Regions from separate parts of the Mus musculus genome. Here all the other regions are linked to region 1. The links are chromatin contacts, called in public HiChIP or PLAC-seq maps. All regions are on one chromosome and are shown on one strand. Each heading gives the region's core, a stretch centred on a gene start, on an enhancer-like site or on the middle of the called end of the contact. The rest is flanking DNA. Distances are from core to core; before and after follow the strand shown.

The links. HiChIP or PLAC-seq counts read pairs in DNA pulled down with a chosen protein or histone mark.
Region 2: a contact with region 1 is called in an H3K27ac HiChIP or PLAC-seq map of regulatory T cell precursor, with 6 times the contacts expected there. The contact joins the promoter of Ptcd3 here to the promoter of Tgoln1 in region 1. A contact is called at or near these places in 6 of 39 promoter capture datasets (erythroid cells, hippocampal neurons, liver and 2 more), 1 of 484 Hi-C or Micro-C datasets (CD4 T cells), 3 of 115 datasets of contacts at active chromatin or transcription factors (pancreatic cancer cells, regulatory T cell precursor and thymic regulatory T cells) and 1 of 9 other capture datasets (liver).
Region 3: a contact with region 1 is called in an H3K4me3 HiChIP or PLAC-seq map of forebrain, with 5 times the contacts expected there. The contact joins the promoter of Dnah6 here to the promoter of Tgoln1 in region 1. A contact is called at or near these places in 5 of 39 promoter capture datasets (the 3T3-L1 cell line, HPC-7-derived erythroid cells, embryonic stem cells and 2 more), 1 of 15 datasets of contacts at CTCF or cohesin (the NIH/3T3 cell line), 1 of 484 Hi-C or Micro-C datasets (cortical neurons), 16 of 115 datasets of contacts at active chromatin or transcription factors (T-cell acute lymphoblastic leukemia, bone marrow-derived macrophages, cardiomyocytes and 11 more) and 2 of 9 other capture datasets (embryonic stem cells and liver).
Region 4: a contact with region 1 is called in an H3K4me3 HiChIP or PLAC-seq map of bone marrow-derived macrophages, with 5 times the contacts expected there. The contact joins the enhancer-like site here to the promoter of Tgoln1 in region 1. A contact is called at or near these places in 7 of 39 promoter capture datasets (the 3T3-L1 cell line, HPC-7-derived erythroid cells, the SN4741 cell line and 4 more), 4 of 115 datasets of contacts at active chromatin or transcription factors (bone marrow-derived macrophages, forebrain and pancreatic cancer cells) and 1 of 9 other capture datasets (liver).

What each region holds. Positions count from the first base shown.
Region 1 is chr6:72,615,563-72,618,328 of GRCm38.p6, forward strand. Tgoln1 (trans-golgi network protein) reads right to left here and starts at 1,438. Exons shown (of 4, transcript NM_009443.3): 1 at 1,115-1,438; 2 at 1-887. The coding sequence starts at 1,160.
Region 2 is chr6:71,907,401-71,910,166 of GRCm38.p6, forward strand. Ptcd3 (pentatricopeptide repeat domain 3) reads right to left here and starts at 1,362. Exons shown (of 24, transcript NM_027275.3): 1 at 1,234-1,362; 2 at 394-446; 3 at 253-289. The coding sequence starts at 1,340. It overlaps Polr1a (polymerase (RNA) I polypeptide A), which reads left to right and starts at 1,653. Exons shown (of 34, transcript NM_009088.3): 1 at 1,653-1,839. The coding sequence starts at 1,763.
Region 3 is chr6:73,220,267-73,223,032 of GRCm38.p6, forward strand. It overlaps Dnah6 (dynein, axonemal, heavy chain 6), which reads right to left and starts at 1,365. Exons shown (of 77, transcript NM_001164669.1): 1 at 1,293-1,365. Gm40377 (a long non-coding RNA gene) reads left to right here and starts at 2,531. Exons shown (of 3, transcript XR_869180.3): 1 at 2,531-2,766.
Region 4 is chr6:73,180,875-73,183,640 of GRCm38.p6, forward strand. It overlaps Dnah6 (dynein, axonemal, heavy chain 6), which reads right to left. Exons shown (of 77, transcript NM_001164669.1): 12 at 833-953. Among named protein-coding and RNA genes, the nearest start is that of Dnah6, 39 kb to the right of the region's middle. Within about 2 kb of position 1,352, at least 30 of the 459 cell types and tissues checked have an H3K27ac peak or open chromatin away from gene starts, as enhancers often do. A contact at or near this core is called in bone marrow-derived macrophages, where this site is marked.

The sequences.
Region 1 (2,766 bases), core at 188-2,687:
AAGAACAGCAGCGGTCACTAGATATGCAAAGAAGTGGCTGCTCTCTGCACTGGTGTTTCCAGAACTGTCCTTATAAAGATCATCCTTCTCATTCTTCATAGAGTCTGTAAGTGTCCCCTCTTGGTTCTCACTGGAGGAAGGGCCCGGCACCTTTTCATTCTCTTCTTCAAGTGGTGAGCCTTCTTCCGGCTCTGTGTCACCCTCTTCAATCTCCTTGGTTTCCACGTCTTCAGTAGGCTCTGAAGACTTATCTCCTTTCTCTGGCTTTAAAGAGAAGTCAGAGTCCCCTGCCAGTGTTTCCCCAGATTCAGTTTTGGAAGTAAGTGTTGGTTTTTGTCCTTTTTCAGTTGGCTGGACTTTGTCAGTCTTCGAAGTCTCCGTATCTGGGGAGATTTTGGAGGTGGGCTTGTCCAAATCAACTTTCGTGGACTTGCCAGAATCATCTTCTGTGGCCTTATTCGAACCAGCTTCTGTGGGCTTGCCAGAATCACCTCCTGTGGGCTTGCCAGAATTACCTCCTGTGGGCTTGCCTGAATCTTCTGTGGAGCTCTGATCAGACTTTTCCAGTTTGGGGTTGACTGGTGAGAGGGGCCGCGCAGTTTCGTTCAACTCGGCATCCGTTTTCTCGGGCTGCCTTCTGGAATCACCCAAACTGTGATCGGTCGCGGCGGTCCGCGGCCCAGATTCCGCCTTACTGGAAACTGCTGCCAAAGTCGTCTTGTCCTGGTCTTTTTTATCTGACTTCTGCCCCTGACCGTCGGTCGGCCTTGTAGTCTTTACCTGGTTAGAAGAAGGCAGGGGAGTGGAGGACTGTTTGGAAGGCTGATTCGGAGGATTCTGAGAGTCACCTGAGTCGGCGTCTCTCTTATAAACGGACGGCAGAGCTCCTGAAACAAACAGAAAAAACAAAAAACAAAAAACAGTAAGTCCTCGGAAGAAGAGAAGCGGGCTTGACTTCTGAGAGCCTAGCGGGGATGGCCGAATGGGAAAGCGGAGATGGCTAGAGCAGGGTCGGGCCAGACAAGAAAGACGCCGGCTCCCGTAGCGACCCACCAAGGTGAGGAATGGGGAACCTAAAGGGGAGAGTGAGCTGGGCTGGGGTGGGGGTCCTTACTCGCCACCGCGACACTCAGCAGGAGCAACGCAACCTGGAACCGCATCCTGCAGTCTGCGCTTCCGCCCTCTGATGACGTGAGAGCGGCGCACGAGATTTTCCCGAGCGTGGCCCCTCCCTTTCCGGCGGACTGTTTCTCTTCCGGCGCAGCCCCGCCTTAGGGGTGGGGCTACCGGGCGACAGCAGCCGTTGTCTGTGTGTTCCGGTAGAGTGCCGGAAGTCAAGTCCAGCTCTTTATTCCCCCCCAAGTCCCTTCTGTTTCTCAGCAGTCTGCGGGGCTCGGCGATCTCGTTCTTGTTCACTTGGCCTCGTTTTTCGGAAGCTGTTGCGACCGGCAGGTGCTGCGTCGCCTTCGCTGCTTATGATGTAGGGTCGTGGGGCCGGGCGCCTCTTTGTCGCATCCTCTGCTCGTGTTTCCAACCTCTCCGTTGCCGATGCTGCTTTCTCACTTCACAAACAAATGTACTCTCTTCAGCACTTGCCCATCTAGAAGCAAACACATTTCATCCTGATCCTAATCCCTTTCTTGGCTGTATCCAGGGCCCTCTGAATTTACCAAGGTTTTTGATTTCTTGTTTGTTCTTCTGAATTTCTATGTGTTTGAAACCATATTGCTATGTGGGCACCTGCTGCCTCCTGAGTGTTTGGGATTACAGGTGCCTCACCACGCCCCTGTTGGGCTATTTATTTATTTAAGAAATAAAATATCAAAGATTTACTATTTTTATTTGTGTATGTGTGTCTGCCACCTGTGTGTAGGTGCTCTTGGAGGCTAGATGAGGGCATCAGATGCCCTAGAGCTAGAGCTTCAAGCGTTTCAAACTCTGTGGGTGTTGGAAACTGAACTCTGTTCCTGTGGGAGAGCAACAAGCCCTGAGCCATCTCTCCAATCCAGGAAGTAAGGTACTTTGTTACTCAAACAGGAAGACCTTGAGTTTCTGATCTTCCTACTGGACTACTGGCTTGTGTCTCCAATTTATGTGGTACTAGCAATCAAATCGTGGTTCTATGCACACTAGACAAACACTCTTGTCTCATTCACCACATATATATTCTTTTTCTTTCCAAGACAGGGTTCTTCTGTTTAACAGAACTCGCTCTGTAGACCAGGCTAGCCTTGCAATCACAGAGATCCACCTACCTCTGCCTCTTGAGTGCTGGGGTTAAAGACATGCACCACCACACCACACAAGCAACACATTCTTTTTTTTTTTTTTAAGGTTTATTTTATTTATTATATGTGAGTACACTGTAGCTGTCACCAGACACTGGAAGAGGGAATCAGGTCTTGTTACAGATGATTGTGAGCCACCATATGGTTGCTGGGATTTGAGCTCAGTACCTCTGGAAGAGCAGTCAGTGGTGCTCTTAACTGCTGAGTTATCACTCCAGCCCAAGCAACACATTCTTATAATGCAAACAACAAAATAGAATTTTAAAAGAAATATACTTAAAAAAACTTTTTTTAGAGAGCCAGGTGATGGTGGGACACAACATTAGTCCCAGCACACAGGAGGCAGAGGCAGGCAAATCTCTGAATCAGGCCAGCCTGATCTACAGAGTGAGTTCCAGGATAGCCAGGGTTACACAGAGAAACTCTGTCTTGAAAAACAACAGCAACAGACATCTTTAGTGTCTAGGGAGATGGTTCA
Region 2 (2,766 bases), core at 112-2,611, 710 kb before region 1:
TTATGCAGGGAAACAAATGAATCTAATCATATTTATACAATGATATCAAATAGCCACTCCAAATGAAACAAAAGTACACCTAATAGTTCACTTATAAATTAAATGTATAGTTTACACATAAAATTATATAACAAGACTTAAAAAATAACAGCTAACATGGTATTTGTCTATGTGCTAGGCACTATTTAAATCCTTATGTTTTATTTACAGTAAATACCCAATCACCTGGTAAGTGAATAGCAAAATACTCACCATGTTTTCTTTTTTGGAATGACTATTTCTTCAATCCCTTATGTAGAAAAAAAAATAAAAATAAACAATTTTCTAACAACACAAAGAAATACAATGTCTTTTCATTTTTAAAAACTTCTATTTCCATAGTTTTAAAAATACCTGTTATATCTGATCCTTCAACCTTTGGGAGGGATTCAGTTCCAGCATAAAATCTGCATTAAAAACAAAACAACAAAAATCCCACTGTTAGCACTGCTCCCTGATGGCCTCAGCTCAGCTCCTACCGCTAGCTCTGCTGACTCAGCTCCACCCGCATGCACACATTCTGAGCCACATTTATAGAGGCATTTAGATGTAGTGTAAACTTGTAACCCAGTTTTATTTATTTTTTTGTATTGGTCCAAAGACATCGTATGAGCTAATTATCCACTCTACAACTGACTTAAAACCACCTCCTATTTCCACCAGGCCACTGCATGAAGGATGTACAAAGAAATTACATAAGTATTTGCAACACCACCAGATGGAAAGAATGGGGTCAGACGTTTTAAGGCTTTCTGCTTTTACTAAAGTCTTAGCTTATTCTTAGCTGAAGGTTCTCATAACGTTCAGTCCATACTGGTAATATTAGCCTGCCCTTTATTTGTGAAAGATCTGTTACTTTGCCCTTTCTTTTTTGCAGGGTTAAAATGAATAAGGGGGGGGGGTGATAAAGAAATTTGTGTAGGGGCTTGTAGCGGCACTCACGGAAATGTAAACTTCACGAGAACAGGGCCCTAGTTTAAAGGGTAATTTTGGCTATACATAGTATTGCAACCAACCAATAAAAATTTTCCGAAAGAATTCCCGAACTCGCAGATCTAAAGATCACTAAATACGACGCTACCTCGTGTTACCCTTGAGAGGGCCGGGCCTCGACCATACAAATGCCTTTGCATCTTACCTACTTTCACGACTCTCAGGGAAATGCAAGACCAAAATGACTCTGGGTCTTCTTACCTGCAACAGACCTTCGGTTCACACACACCCGTCCCCCGAGTGGTCTGCAGCAAGACAAGCCCGCTGCGAAAGGACAGGCGGCGAGCTGCAACCGCCGCCGCCGCCATCTTTGGACTCTTCGCGGAGCACGTCGGGAACGACCTCCGCCTCCAGGGTCGAGGGGCGGGGCTGGCGTGGAACGTCTCATCTCCAAACGGGTGGTCACAAGGTCCTGTTTGGCTAGACTAGCAGCGGAACGCTCAGTACACATCGTTCACCTCGAATAAACTTACTTGAAATGCTGTTCTAAAGTCTCCTGTGTAATTTTGCTTTTAAACTGAAGGAGGGTTTTGAGACAGTTTTCTTCCACTCCTTACCCACCCCGAAAGCAAAAATGAACTCGTCCAAGCCAATTTGCCAAGCCGCGGTTCTCGCACGCAAGCGCAGTGGAAAAACACATGGTGGCTCTGCGCTACAAGACTCAAGTGGCGTTCTCTGCGGCTGACTGGAACTTCTCTCGTAGTGACGGACCTCAAAACTGACTCGGAAGATGCTGGCCTCCAAGCACACACCATGGAGGCGGCTTCAGGGCATTTCCTTCGGAATGTATTCGGCCGAAGAGCTCAAGTAAGGAGTTAGTGGGATGCGTGTAGAACAGGGTTGTGGAAGTTGGAGCTGGGAACTACGATTCCCAGAAGGCTTTGAGCCGAGCCAGTCCGGGGGCGGCGGGGTCGGGGTGGGGGGTGGGGGGCTGGCTGCCTAGTGCTTGCTTGCTGGTAATGGGAAGGAATGCGCTTGCTGCATTTTCATCTGTTCATCTTCCTCATTAATCAACTAGTTTTATGTCATTTATAATCACATTACATCACACGCTTATCAACTTCCTAATTAGTCTCCTCTGGTCCAAGCGATGATGAACTTTTAAATCTTGGATCAAGACCCTGGCTATGAAGTCCTGGGGACTCTTCTCTAATGCTTTTTGATCACGATAGCATACACGCTTCTTAGACTCCCATTAATAACTCAACATGCATTAAAAACTCCCAGCATTGCCGGGCAGTGGTGGCGCACGCCTTTAATCCCAGCACTTGGGAGGCAGAGGCAGGCGAATTTCTGAGTTCGAGGCCAGCCTGGTCTACAGAGTGAGTTCCAGGACAGCCAGGACTACACAGAGAAACCCTGTCTTGAAAAAACAAACAAAACAAAACAAACCCTCCCAGCATTCAGGAGACAGAGGCAGGAGGATCTCTGTGGGTTCGAGGCCAATCTGGTCTTACAGAGTCAGTTCCAGAGCTTCGTGGACACAGAAAACCCGTCTCGAAAAATAAAAAAACAAACAAACAAAAAGGTAGACCACACTGGTAACATCAGCACTACCCCCTCTAGGACACATCTTGCCATTGCAATCTCCATATGTAATCAGTCAGTCTTCATTTCCCTGCCCCTGCCGCATGGTAACCACCTGTCTACTTTCTATTTCAGTTATTCTGACTGTTCAGGCCCCTATTCAAGTAAAAGGAGTCAGTCAGCCCCGACTTCTTGTAACTGGCCAAT
Region 3 (2,766 bases), core at 115-2,614, 600 kb after region 1:
GGGACCGAAGGCAGAAATTGAAGCAAAGGCCATTGAGGAACACTGCTTCGTGGCTTGCTCTTCATGGCTTGCTCAGCTTGCTTTCTTATACAACCCATGATCACCTACTCAAAGGTGGCACAGCCTGTGGTAGACTGCACCTTCCCACGTCAATCATCAACCAAGAAAATGTTGGACGGACAAGTGTTTAGGCCAATTTCACAAAGGTGTTTTCTCAGTTGGGAGTCCTTCCCAAATAACTCTAGCTTGTGTCAAGTACACACACACACACACACACACACACACACACACACACACATACACAGCAAACAGACACCAAGCATAAGGACCTGAGTTCGGATCCCTAGCACCCATGTAAAAAGCAAGGCATGGAAGTGTTGCATGTAACCAAAGCACAGGGGAGTAGAGGCACACAGGTGAATCCTAGCCAGCCATGGATTGGTGGCTTTTTTTCTTTTCAACCCCCTTTCCCTACTTTGGGTCCATGGTTTGGGATGGGAAGGCCTTCCAGGCCACAAGTGGCTTTGGTTGAGCTGCTTGGGGGAGTGTTTCTGTGGGGGCATTTATGGTGGTGGCTGTAGGCTGGGGCAGGAAGGAGGGGCTGGCAGCTGCTCAGGGACTTCAAGCCAAGCTATCCAAACTTCAGATTCGGTGAGAGATCTCTGTTTTTTCAAAACAGGGTGGAGAAGCAATTGAAGAAGACAGTCCAGTATCAATCTCTAGCCTCCCATATTCATATGCAAAGGTGCACACACAGGTGTATACACACACACACACACACACACACACACACACAGAGAGAGAGAGAGAGAGAGAGAGAGAGAGAGAGAGAAAGAGAGAGAGAGAGAACAAACGAATGAACAAACAAAACATCTTGAATCAGGTGTGGACATGCCTACATTTTAATCTGGCTCAGTGCCAATAGAAATCAAAAGTCTTTTATGCAATTTTAACGTCTCAAGTAAGCCTATGAGAAACGAAAGGTCTTGACTTTAATGATGTGCTCTACTTAATATTTAAACTATCATTTCAACGCATAACGGTGCTGTGTGAGGCAGGGCTATGTCTTATCTTTCCGGGTAAATTTATACCTGGCGTCTAATGAACAGGACAGGTCTAGATTTGAACAGTCAGTATGTAGTCTTGGGCAAGCCTAGCATCTCTAGTCCTCGCTTTCCTGTCCCCCGGGATAGGAAGCTATCACTGAATCCATCTTTTCTGAGACTTTCTATCCCTGGGGAGGGGTTGCTGAGTGTCTGACTCTGCCCAAAGTTCAGTTCCAATGGACTCACCAAGCGGTTCAACAGCAGCGTTCCCGAAGGGTCTCCAGAGGCCCAGCAATACCTGGTCTGGGAACAGAAGTCTAGTCCCAGGAGAAAATGTTTCCCGTTGCTTAGCAACCACTGGGCCACCAAGGACGCTTACTGCACTAAGGAGGAGCCGGTCAGTCGCTGCCAGCCAGTCTCGAGGAGCTGCTCTCGCTCTCCTGGAGCGCGCCAAGTAATTGAGCCAATCGGTGTTCCCAGAGTATTTGACGTCATTAGTTGTCAGGGAGCAGGCCCCACCCGGAGGATTCCTGCTTTAGAATGGAAATCTCAGGCAGCTTGGGCAAGCAGGCATAGGAGGTCCCGTCTTTTTATGTGTTCCTTCGTTTCTGGACGATCCATGATCTGCAATCCAACCTTCTGTAGGTATCTGTTGTTTCTCAAGAGGCTTGAGTATGACTTGACGTTCGCCCACATCTTAAAATGCTGAGGTGAAAGATTCAAGAGCCTCAGGCGAAGGTTGGGCGAACTATGGAAGCCCTTTCACCTACCTTGGGGAACTGCTTCCCGGGTTGGCAGAGGCTGCTTTTCAACCTACAAAATGTCGTGATCACTGCTGGAACTACGTTCTTTTTCTCCTCCGCTTTCTAACCGTGCCTTGGATAGCCACCCGCTAACAGAAGCCGAGAAAACAGAGTGCGCCTTTGAGCCCGCCTATCGTCAAGTAGATTATACAGAGCTGGAGTATAGATTACAGACCACTCAATCTACCCCACCTCTCCTCACACGCGCCCTGAGTATTGGGCTGACATTTTGTCTCTTGTCATGTGAAGTTTTCAGGGAACACATTACAGTTTTCACAAAACATTTTATTTTGTGCGCGCATGAGTGCTTGTGTGTGTGTGTGTGTGTGTGTGTGTGTGTGTGTGTGTGTGTGTAGGTTCTACAGTGTGTATGTGGAAGCCAGAGGAGAATTTAGTTCGGATCCGTTCTTCCATTATGTGGCTGCCGGGGATGAAAGTCAGGTCATTGCGCCTGGCAGCAGGTGCCTTTGACTGCTGACCGATCTCACTGGCCCTGGGGAGTGTTTAAACACTATATATATATATATATATATATATATATACATATATATATATATATATACATACATACATACATACATACATACACATACATACATACATATATATATATATATATATATATATATATATATATTTGGCAACTTGGCTTTTTAGAAGCTCATAAATTTAACATGACACATTTTATGAGTGCACACTAATTTAGCAGCAAAGGTCTTATTTAATGACGAAGGTCGGATGTTAGGAGAAAGATAAACAGGAAAGACCCATCAGGCATGCTAAGTAAGGCATCCAAGCAGCAGGATGGATAGCATTGAAAGGGCAGCCCTGGATCCTTGGGAAGCCGCACAGCCTCAGGCTCTCAGCCTCTCTCCCCACTTTTTGACTTCCTGCGCATGTCCTTATATGGGGTGCTG
Region 4 (2,766 bases), core at 102-2,601, 570 kb after region 1:
AAAAAGAAATAGGAGAAAAAGAAGGAGGAGGAAGAAGAGGAGGAGGAAGAGGAAGAGGAGGCACAATGTCTGTTCTTTCATAAGATCACAATTGAATCATAAAAGAAGAAAGCCATAGGCTGCCAGTATACCTCAGAGCATACATCAGGCCCTTCATTTAACCCCTGTGAGTTAGATGATATAAATTATTAAGCTGGTTATTTGGAATAGATCTACTTTGTGTTCAAAAACCATATTTTATAAAAATAAAAATTGGATTTTTTTTCCTGAAAATAAAACGCCATAAAATCAGTCCATAAGGTTAAAAGGTCACTCGCTTGCATCATGCTCTGGAAAAGACATCCTGTGAAACACGTCCAACTCCTGTCACACCCAAGAATAAGGATTCCAATGGAATGGTTTGTCCCCGGGCCTGAATTCAACACTAAGAATTGTTGATCATCCTCACCAGGTCTCAGGGTGGTATAGGAAGAAAATTGTATCTTGAATTTCTGAGACAGAGGGCTTCTGTAAGCCTTGCCTGGCAGGAATGGTAGAATCCCACCTCCTTTTCAACTCTTCACAAGGCACACAGGTCTTACAGCAACCTCGACAGATGGGCCACGCGTGACTGAGGAACCACCCCGCACTTTACCAGATACAGGGATGCGGGCGCAGAGGAAAGAAAATGAGGGATTCCATGGGAAATACCAGATGTGCATAAAGTCCTGCCTTTGCCTGGTCAAACGTTTCAGGTCAACACTCGGTGTCACTGAACACCACCAAACAGAAACCCAGAAGACGACAGGTCTTGTTATCTCGGTCAAATGTGCTTTAGCGAGGGCAGACTCACCAGGCTCCTCCTGCTTCAGGGCTTCTAGATCCAGACTCTCGTTTTCCTTGAAGAATAACTGAAACTTTTCAAATGTCGCTGCGTACAAGCGTGCAGAGTCGAACGCTGCGTGAATTGTTTCCTAAGTGGTGACAGATGAACAAGACTGATTTTTTCCCCTAATATTTCTAGTTACGTGTGTGTGTGTGTGTGTGTGTGTGTGTGTGTGTGTGGTGTGTGTGTGTGTGTGTGTGTGTGAGAGTACGGGCACATGAGTGCAGGTGCCCATGCCCATGGTGGACAGAGGTGTCTGATCCCCCAGAGCAGGACTTCGAAATGTGAGCTGCCTGGTGTGTGTGCTAGAAATGAAGCTTGCACCCTCTGAAGGATCAGTGTGTGTGGTTAACGTCGGAGCCATCTTTCTAACTCTCAAGGGAATTTTTCCTAAGTAGAACACACACACACACACACACACACACACACAGAGCACATCACACCACACCACACCACACCACACAGCACGCATATGTAGATCTCAGTTCTCTATTTTTCTACCAGCCAATAAAAACCATGAGTTCATGACTCTAATCTCAATGCAAAACCATTCAGTTCAGAAAGTGGTCTTTCTTTCCCCACTTGTTAATTCTTTGAAGATATATAATCTCTTCATTCCTGTGCTGGTTAGGGTTGTGTGTTTGTTTTGTTTTGTTGTCACTTTGCTATGAGCTAGAGTGATCTTGGAAGAGGGAACCTTAACTGAGGAATTTCCCTCATTAGATAGTCTGTATGCAAGTCTATAGGGCATTTTCTTGATTAATGATTGGTGTGGGAGGGCCCAGCCCTGTGGGGACAGAGCCATCCCTGGTTTGTTTAACAAAGCATTCGGAGCAAGCCCTGAGGAGTGAGCTAGAAAGCAGCCTTCTTCACTGTCCCTATGTTAGTTCCTGCCTCTTCCTGACCTAACTTAACTCACTGACTGACCACAACTCAGCTGTAAGCTGAAGTAACCCTTTCCTCCCCAGGTTGCTTTTCGTCTCGGTATTTCATTACAGCAATAGCAATCTAACTAGTACAACTGCCCACAATATGGTTTTACTTATTTGTTCAACTGTGGAACACACAGAAAGTGGTCTGGGATTGCAGATACACTGATTCCACGGACAAAAGCAAGCTTAGAAGTTAGCATAAGGTTATGTGGCCAAAGTCCTAACTACTATGTTCAAGTTTATGTGGGGCCCTGAGTTTCAAACCTTTCATTAATAATGATGATGAGGAGGGTGATGGTAGTGGTGGTGATGATAAACTTGCTTTCATCCTCATCTTCCCATTCTTCAGTGTAGTTATGTTGCTCAACTAACTTGGATTTATTTGGTTTTGTTTGTACTTTATTCCCCCTCCACTCTTGTTTAGAACTATATTAAACCTACACTCAGAAGGGTTACTCTCCTTATTGTTTGCACTGCACACCCCCCACTCTGACCCTTCCTGAATCATTTCCACACTCTCCAATGCAGAGCTGTTTTCCTTGGCTTCTGGTTTACGGGCCTCTCTGCCCTGCCCCCTTTTCTGACGCAAAAAGGACAGATGACAGAAAACTGTCTCTTGGCTTGCTCACTTCACAGTGAGTCTTGGATGTCACTCCATACAGTTAACCCCTGTCTTCCTGCCCGGGGATGGGTATTTTGATAGTTTCTGATGTTTCCGCAATCAGAAGCAAGATGCTAAGAGTAGCCTCATGTGTATGTTCTTTTCTATCTCTGACCCTGTGTTTTCAGGTGTGTCTAGAGGTGGCATTGTTAAACCAAAAAGCAAATGCACGTTTAGTTATTTTCCCTCATACAATGCAAGTTCTTTATTCTCTGCATGGCTGCAGTGGTGCAGGGTGTATGATTTCCCACAGGTTAGCCCACGGGAGGTTTTGGCACACTTTTTAATTTCACAAACATGTTAGTTGA